Regions from separate parts of the Sus scrofa genome. Here regions 1 and 3 are each linked to region 2. The links are chromatin contacts, called in public Hi-C and HiChIP or PLAC-seq maps. All regions are on one chromosome and are shown on one strand. The core of a region is the stretch at or near the end of the contact, and the rest is flanking DNA. Distances in the headings are between cores, read along the strand shown.

Evidence for each region. Hi-C and Micro-C count contacts between places; a contact is called where the count stands out from the background. HiChIP or PLAC-seq counts read pairs in DNA pulled down with a chosen protein or histone mark.
Region 1: an H3K27ac HiChIP or PLAC-seq map of alveolar macrophages shows a contact between it and region 2. The contact joins the enhancer-like site here to the promoter of NEK6 in region 2. A contact is called at or near these places in 1 of 5 promoter capture datasets (liver), 4 of 47 Hi-C or Micro-C datasets (alveolar macrophages, blood, embryonic fibroblasts and 1 more) and 2 of 2 datasets of contacts at active chromatin or transcription factors (alveolar macrophages and skeletal muscle).
Region 3: a Hi-C map of alveolar macrophages shows a contact between it and region 2, with 1.9 times the contacts expected there. The contact joins the enhancer-like site here to the promoter of NEK6 in region 2. A contact is called at or near these places in 5 of 47 Hi-C or Micro-C datasets (alveolar macrophages, blood, embryonic fibroblasts and 2 more) and 1 of 2 datasets of contacts at active chromatin or transcription factors (alveolar macrophages).

The regions. Positions count from the first base shown.
Region 1 is chr1:264,994,120-264,996,985 of Sscrofa11.1, forward strand. No RefSeq gene overlaps it. Among named protein-coding and RNA genes, the nearest start is that of NEK6, 83 kb to the right of the region's middle. Within about 2 kb of position 1,467, at least 14 of the 83 cell types and tissues checked have an H3K27ac peak or open chromatin away from gene starts, as enhancers often do. A contact at or near this core is called in alveolar macrophages, where this site is marked.
Region 2 is chr1:265,076,884-265,079,789 of Sscrofa11.1, forward strand. It overlaps NEK6 (serine/threonine-protein kinase Nek6), which reads left to right and starts at 1,524. Exons shown (of 10, transcript XM_003122163.5): 1 at 1,524-1,688.
Region 3 is chr1:265,175,796-265,178,495 of Sscrofa11.1, forward strand. PSMB7 (proteasome subunit beta 7) reads right to left here. Exons shown (of 8, transcript NM_001097476.2): 7 at 1-2. Among named protein-coding and RNA genes, the nearest start is that of PSMB7, 58 kb to the right of the region's middle. Within about 2 kb of position 1,371, at least 5 of the 83 cell types and tissues checked have an H3K27ac peak or open chromatin away from gene starts, as enhancers often do. A contact at or near this core is called in alveolar macrophages, where this site is marked.

The sequences.
Region 1 (2,866 bases), core at 217-2,716, 83 kb before region 2:
CTGAGGAGAGGCACCCACAGACAGTGACTCAGCCCTCACCAGCTTGTTAGAAATGTGAGTCAGCCAACCTGGAAGTTGAATTCTACAGCCTTCCAACATCTTCCTGAAGTTGCAGGCTCAAATCCCCAACTCAGAGAAACCATGAGAAAGATTACTGTTGTTTTAAGCCATTACATTTGGGGCTGATATATCATGTGGCAGAAGTCACTAGTACATGGGACGCAGCCCTCATCCCCTCAGTGGCAGGGTTGTCCAGCAGAGGGATATTCTGAGCTTTCCTGAAATCCCATGTGGTGTGGACGTTGAGGTGAGAGTTGGCAGACCTGCCATGGGCCTCTGAGCTTCAGTTCATCCATCTCTATAATGGGAGATGCTAAGGGTGCCTCCTTCCTAGGATTGTGGTAAATATTCCATGAGATAATCCACGTAAAGCACACCGCAAAGTCCGACAGGAAGTCAACTTTTGTGACTTGCAAACTCCATCATGAGCGTGTATTGCTTTAAATGATTTAGAGAGATTAAAATTCAGACAACCAAAAGAATAATCACTCATAATCACACCACTAGATGAACAACAAATAACTTTTTTGTCACACACATCTGCTTCACATCTTCTTAAAATTACACAGTCATACAGGCATACGTTCTCCCGTGAGAAAGGAACCCAAACATTACAGATGAAGCTGGAACCCTCCTGATCACCCCCAGGTCCCACTCTCCTGGACAGGCCTCAGCAGGAGTGTGGTACGTCTACCTCTGGACCAGTTTTTCTCCCAATGCTACTTGCAATGTCACCTGCACAGTTAGCCCCACCTCCGTTATCAGCACTACAGAGTCATGGTGTCACCTGCAGTCAGCCCCATCACACCATGTCAAACCAACACACACCAACTATTTGTCACCTGTGTGTGGAGAGGCTACAAACAGGCAACATTTCTCCCTGGTGTCATCCCCGCCCAGGCACGCAGTGTCCCCCAGCTCGGTGACATTCAGTGCTTTGCAGTCCTATACTCCATCAGTTGCGCCATGTGGCGTGACATCACACACACTGTCACTTGGACACAGGCAGACCCCTCCCCCCTCGGAGCCCCGCCCACAGGCCTCCTGACACCCTGGGCGCTGCCGCAGTCCAGGCCCTTCCTCCCGCCAGTAGGACCACCATTCAGCCTTCTTCTCCATGAGCCGAGGAAGCCAGGGCGCTGAGGAAGCGAAGCAAATGCAGAGAAAAGGCTTTGTTCTTTGTGGGCAGGTCATTAAGGGGAGCTGGAGCCCCTCTGCCAGCCCCTCCCCTCCAACAAAGGAACAAAACAGCAGCTATTTTTAGATTCATGTCAAACTCAGACCATGGGGTGGGGAGTCCCCAGAGAGAGGAGAGAGAGGCATTTGCGAGGGCTCTAATGAGCGGCAGCAGCCGTGCGGCCGACTCTCCAGGCAGCTGGCCCCCATCTCTGCCGCCAGGGGAGGAGCCAACCCCGGATGTTCCGGAGACAAAGAGAGGGCCGAGACAATGAGAACAATGCCCGGCCTCCAGGACGCCTGGAGGTGGGGGGAGCATCCCCCACTGTGGAAGGAGGTGCCATTGGCCCAGGGCTTGGGCCTCAGGACGCTCCCGCCCTTGTTGAACCCACAGGCACCTCACAGGCCCCAGTTCCCAAAGGAGGCTACCTGGGATGAGCTGCTTGCCAGGAAGCGCCTGGCTCTTCCTACAATACAAACCTCTCGTGATGGGCAAATTTGGGATCCTCCAGACCGAAGAATGAATCCCAGCTGTGCCTCTTGGAGCTGTGCGGTCTCAGCTTCCACACCTGTAAAATGGGAACCATCACTCTCACCTCCCAGGTGGTGTGAGGCTTCCAGGAAGTAAGAACCGGGCACACAGTAGGTCCTCAGCCCACTGAGCTGTGAGCTCCTCACAGAGCAAGGCCTTCATCTCCCACCCTGGGCTGGAAAGCCCAGCATACTGCCTGGCACACAGTAGGTGCTCAGCAAACTTTGTGAAGAGGTTAGTGGAGGGTCCTTACCAGCCTTCCACCCTATGGGCTTGCCCCAACTTGAGTCACCCTCTTTCCAAGCCCTGCTCCTAGTGTCCACTTGGAAAGAAATTTGCCCGCTGAGACCAAATCACTGGTCCGCGGGTGTCACCTTTCCGGGCTCGGAGCCCTACACTGCAATGACAGAGTCCGGCCACCAGGGGGCGCAGTCTCTTAAGGTTTCTGCACCAGCCCAAGTCGTTCCTGCCACTCAGGGGCCAGGAGGTCTGGAGACAGTAGAGCTCACCAGACGGGGTGCCTGGCCACCCCCTCAGCTGGAGATCTTGGAGCTCTTCTCCCAAAACTCCGTGGAGGAGCAGCATTACAACGAAGCCTGTCATCTCGCAATGGTTAGAAAGAAGCACTTTGCAGGCGTAACCAGCTTCTCCCGTTTTGTGGTGTCCTGTCCTCACAGCCTGTGGTGACCCATTGCTGCCCCATGCTTACCCCACCAGTTTCAGGATTTCCTGTTCTGTCACCCTCCCTCCCCAGCCAGAGAAGCCCAGGCCACCAGAGCCAGAAGCTCCTCAAGTTGATCTGCGGGTTCAGGAGTCCCATTTTACAGATGAGAAAGCTGAGGTCCACGGAACAAACCTCAGGGGTACACAGTGAGGAGGCGGCTGAAAACCTAGGTCCTCTTTTTCAACGTATGCCATCCTCACACGTGAGCTGTTTTTCTGTTGTTCTAGGGGAAGGAAAAAGAGAAAGGAAGATTTTCAAGGTCTTATTCTGATCTAGGTCTTTGGCCTTCCTCTGTACCTCATTATTTCATCGAACCCTCTACCCACCCCTCGAATAAGAAGTTATTGTCGCTACTTATGGATGAGGAAACTGAG
Region 2 (2,906 bases), core at 274-2,773:
ATGACTGTATCCCAGCGCCTAGAATAGTAGAAGGCGCTTGGAGATATGTGCCGAGTGAATGAGTGAATGAATGAATGTTTGCTGCACAAACACAGCCAATAGCACCCATCTGCTAGGTCAGGTCACAGTCCCGGGCACAGGGGGATGCCCACTGGGCCCCACTATCTCCAAATTTTGATTTTTTCCTATTATTTCATGCACCGTTTATTTCTTATATTTAACTCTTCAATTTAGCTGGCATTCATTATAAAGTATATCATGTGATGTGAGGTTGTAAATAGATCCCCAACTAACCAGTTTGCAGAATGATCTGTCTCATCGGGGTTGGTTTGTGGGAGGGCTGTTTCCTCTTATATCAGCAGTCGGCCCCTCCTTATATCAGCAGCACAGAGCTGATCTGTTCACCATCTAGATTAGGGACATAGACACTGGAATCAGACAATCTGTGGTCCAACTGCTAGCTCGACCACTTACCAGCTGGGTGCCTTTGGGCAAGAGACTTTGCTTTTCTAAGCATCGTTTCTAGGCCTCGTTTACCCCATCTGCAAAATGGGCTCAAAAGCAGCTTAAAGCCTTCTTCATAGAATGGCTGTGGGACCGAATGGCACCAGCCAGGCAGAGTGTGCAGCCATGAGTCTGGCACACAGTGGGTGTTCAGTTGGTGTCGTTATTGTCATAGATCACAGCCACTTGAAACATGGTCACTCACTGGGCAAACAAGGCCCAGTGGGCATCCCCCTGTGCCCAGGACCGTGCCCTGACCAAGCTGGGCAGCTGGCAGGCAGTCAGCGTCAGTCTCTGGTTCCTGCCCTCCTTGGGGACACAGCACAGTTTTGCACGTGAGGAGAAGCATCAGCAAGTGTGGATGCAATAACTGTCTGAGCCAGGAGGGTCCCCTTTTTTGGGGGGTGGGGGCCCTTCTAGGAAGTGAAGCAGGGAACTGAGCTGCTGCCTTTGGGCCCCCATGTGGACTCTGTCTCCTTAGAGGGGGTGATAAGCATTCCTCAGTAGAATCTTCTTCCAGAAACGTCTGCACACTGACACTTACCGGTCTTGGGGTTCACAGGAATTGGGGAGCTCCAGACAAGAGACGTTGGCCCCTGAGAGCAGGGACCAGCACCTTCACACATCGAGATACCCTTGGAGCTTATTTCAGCGGCTCATTCAGCAGGCGCAAAATAAGTGCTTGTTGATGAGCCGAGATCCACATGACCAGGGCTATGGTGGGAGCAATGTCGGGGGAAGGGTACCCAAAGAGGCGTGGCAGGGGTCCAGGGGGGTTGACTGGCTGCAGACGCTAATCCTAAATGTCTAGAGCTTGAGAAGGAGACATGTTAGGCCTGACTCGCTGGGTGAGTCTGGGCCTCAGTTTCCCCAGCTTGAAAATGGGGAGGGGGTCCTCAGCTAAGCGGGCTTGGGAGAGTGGGAGATCCGCGCGTGGAGAGGGCGCCGCCCCGTCGCCCCCCGAGCCTGCGTGGCGGCAGCGCGCACGAGCGCAGGGGGCGGCGCGGCCCCGCGGCGGGGAGGGCGGGAGCGCGCACGCGGGCCCGCGCAGGCGGCGGCGGAACCCAGCGGACCAGCGTGCGGCCGCGGCGCCGCCAACTCGTGTGGGACCCACTGCTCCTGCCGGCCGCCCGCCGGTCCGTGCGCGGGTCCTTCAGCCCGCAGCCGAGCCCGCCTGCGAGCCGGTGAGTGACCTGGGGCCGGGGCCCGGCCGGATCGGACCGGCGCGGGCCGGGAAAGGGGCGGGGGCCGGGCGGCGGGGCAGTCACCCACACCCGGGCCGAGCAGGGGGGTGCGCGCGCCCGCGCGCGCGCCCGAGGCTCCGCGGGGGAGAGCTGGCGGGTGTGCACGCGGGAGGTCGGGGCGCGCGTGAGCCTTGAGTGTGTCCCGGGCCGTGCGTCGGAGCGTGCGTGGGCGGCGTGTCCATCTGTCCCTCCGGGTGTGTTCGCAGGAGTGTGCGCGTGCCTGTGGCCGAGTTGGTGCGTGTGCACATGGGAGCGTTGTGATCGTGGGGTTTGGTGTGAATGAGTGCGGGGCGAGTGGGCATGGCTGCCATTTGTCCATTTATTGAGTGTTTACTATGTGCCAAATGCTTCTTGTGGGATCTCATTTTTGTGACGGAGAACGTGTGGGTTCTGGGGCTATGTGTGCGCACACACACGAGTGAGTGCCCACAAGTGATTTGTGTGCGGACTTAGGAGCCCATGAGGACAAAAGTGTGCACATGTGGCTGTGAGCGTGTACTTTGTGTACAGGAGTGTTCAAGTATGTTTACTCTGGGGGCTGAGGGTCCCCTTTGCGCCCCCCAGGCTTACTGTGTGATGAGCTGGTGGAGAAGCAGGCCCGGCCTGAGCACCCAGTGGGTGCTGGGCCTTGTTTGGTGAAGGAGAGGCCAGAGGTCACATTGCAGAGCCCAGCGGGGCCTGGGTAGGGCCACTGGCAGGCCCCTCCGTGGGGCTGTGGTGGGCCTGGTGGAGCTGCTTAGCTTGGCCCTGGAGGACTTGGATTCATTTTCCTAAATACTCTTCTGGGTCTCCTGGCTTTGTTCTTGCCCCTTTCTGGCCCTGGTGAATTTTAACCCTTTCCCCAGGCCTGGGGTGTGGCTGACCCTGGGGAGACCAGGGGCCCAGAGACACTTGGCTGTATTATCTAGGGGTCTCTCTCTGCCTGCCTTGCAGAGTAGATAGATACTCATCTGATTCTTTGTATCAAGCCTGAGCACCAAGTATGAGCCCCCAAGACAGTAAATTGATCACAGCAGGCTTGGGACACTGTTTTCCAGGGTCTGTCCTTGCAGTTTTGACTGACAGGTTTTTTTTTGGTGTGTGTGCTTTATAAATGTTGGAAATCTCTGCAGTCGAAAGTCTTAATTGCTTTAAGGCAAACTTTAGAAACTCTGGAGC
Region 3 (2,700 bases), core at 121-2,620, 99 kb after region 2:
TCCTGAGAAAGAAAAGAACAATGTCCACAGTCAAATGGAGGGGCTGCTCTGCTGTCCACAGCGCTGTCACGAGCAGGAAGGGAAAGGGGGGGAGCCTACCTATGAGGCAGGCATTGTTTTAGAGATGAACCAAAGGTCTCAAAGCTCCTTGAGGATTTGCCCCAGGTTCCTCAGCTGGTGAGTCAGGGCCCCTTTACCGCACACGCCCTCTCTTCAACACACCGCTTCACACCAGACGCTCACCGCCTAACTGAATCCTGTGGGCTGACAGAGCAATTTATCACCTAAAACGGGGGGTGGTAAACCTTCCTTACAAAGGACCAGGTAGTAAATATTTTAGGCTTTGTGAATATAGAGTCTTCACCATAACTACTCAACTCAGTCATGGCAGCACAATCAGCCACAGACAGTCTGTAAACAAATGGGCATGACCGTGTGCCAACGAAACTCCATTAAACAAAAATGAACGGTAGGCTGGATTTGGGTCCATGGGCAGACCCGTGATCAAAAATGTCCCCAAGTGGCTGCGATCTGCTTCCTGGGTAACACAATGAAGAAAGTCAGTATCACAGGGAAAAAACTAACACCAGAACATAATGGTTCTGGGGAAATGTTGGCAAAGCCAAGGGTGGGGACCTCTTGCCCCAAAAACTCTATCACCTCCTACTAATGAGAACGCACGTTCACTAAAGTGATTCATTTTTGGAATCACTCTCTTTCATTTCTCCTTTAAGGGCAAGTCTAAGTCTCCCACAGTTACTGGTGAACAAGTAGATGAATTCATTTCTTATCCAAAGGCCTATCACTTGCAGGGTCCTGTACCCAAGCTAGGGATGCAGAGATGGGCAAAGCCTCCAAGACCCCTGCCCTGCAGGGGTGTAGAGTCCAGTGGGATCAAGAGACCCAAGGAACTACAACGCAGTGTAGTGAGAGTTAATTGATAACTGAAAAGGAGCTGTGGGAACCGGCTGGGTCAGCAAAGCCTCAGGGAGGGCTGAAGACAGGCTGCACACCAGACATTCAGAAAACAGGGCAGTGAAACAGAAGACCAGCAGCAGCAAGGCAAGTCCTGGAGAAATGCCAAGTTCAAGCTCTTTACACAACAAGGACCAAAAAAAAAAAAAAATCTCCCAAAGAAGAGACTATTAATATTAACTTCAGCTCCTTCCCAGGCATGAGGGGCCATATACATGCAAGATGAACTAAAGGAACATCCTGGGAGAAACGCCAGTGCCAGGCCCCAAATTCCAGTCTGACATCAAAGAGCAGGTTCACTGGCTTCAAGTCACGAGAAGATCTGAGAGATCACTCTCAGGCCTCCTGCTCCCCTGCCTGCCCTAAGCCAGTAAGTGGGATGCCAGTGACATGAGCGCCCTCTGCAGACTCACAGAAGGATAGAGAAGGCCCTGCTGGAAGTGGGATCCTCAGCAACCCAGCAGCAGGGGCTGGGGGTTATTCTGATCTTGATCCCACCAGATTTTTTTTTCACTTCCTGAGCAGTACCTATGTGGGGCCAATGAAACCAGTTATCCTCTTGCGCAGATAGAGCCCTGTAGGATTCATTCAAACAGGATCCTCTGATAGGAAATTCTCTGCTGAGAGTCCCAAGTCTATAGAGGCCAAAGGCCTTACCAGCAACCAGTGAAGGTGGGAGCAAAGAAAGCATCTCAGAGCAGGAGATGGTTGCTGCTGCTACTGCTGCTGCCACAGAGACAGCAAAAACCAACCACTAACTTCACAAATGCAACCCCATTCCAACTTGCTTCTCTTAATAAACAACGTGTGTGTGCGTGTGTGTCTTGCTTGTTACATCCTTCTCCTGATCTACCACCTCCTCTTCTCCTCCTTTCTCTGCTGTTCTATTATTTCCTTTGCTTTCTTGTCACTGCTGCTGGTGCTTGGAGCCAGCCAACAGTGCTAAGTAGACGTCACAAATCCTGCTGGCAGTGGTTACAGCTCCGCAGGTTTAAATTTCTCAAACTAGTTTATATTTGGGGATGGGAATGGAAGATTTATTTTCCAAATATTCCTTAATGTGAGTAGATGAACTTATGAAACTTAAAAATGTGTAAAAGGTACTGTGTAGAGCCTGATTTACTCATAAAATTATCGTATGTGCTATTATTTAAGTATGTCTTTAAAAATTAGGGAACATACATTTAACCCCATCCATCTCCCCATTATAGGGAAGATAATTCCTTAAGGAAGGAAATCTCACAAGTCTTTTTTTTCCCCCCAGTCCTACCTCCCTCTCACATACACAGGGCTGAAGATTTATGAAAGGAGTGAACCTTACAATTTACTGAGCACTTAGTATAATGTGCCAAGTACTGAGTTAGGCAGGCACTTTGATGATCATCAATTTTACTCCTGCCCTTAACCACCTTCTGAGGTTGGTACTGTCAAAAACTAAGGCTGAGAGAGCCCACAGGGTCGCACAGTAGGAAATAGTAAGACAGGTCCATTGGGCTCCAGAGCCGGAATGCCAGGGCACCACACCAGCTCACAAGTAGCCTGACTCAGCTGTGAGCTCCTTGGCACGTCGGGGACAGGAGACAGCTGTCTCTTGATGCAGGTGTCGCTCCCCCATCAGCAAGGATCTTCAGAACCTGAGCAAGTTTAAGAGAAGGATGGTGGCTGCCCATCTCTCTCTGGGCCAACCAGCAGCCCCTCTGATGGTCATTTCCACAGTTTCCCAAA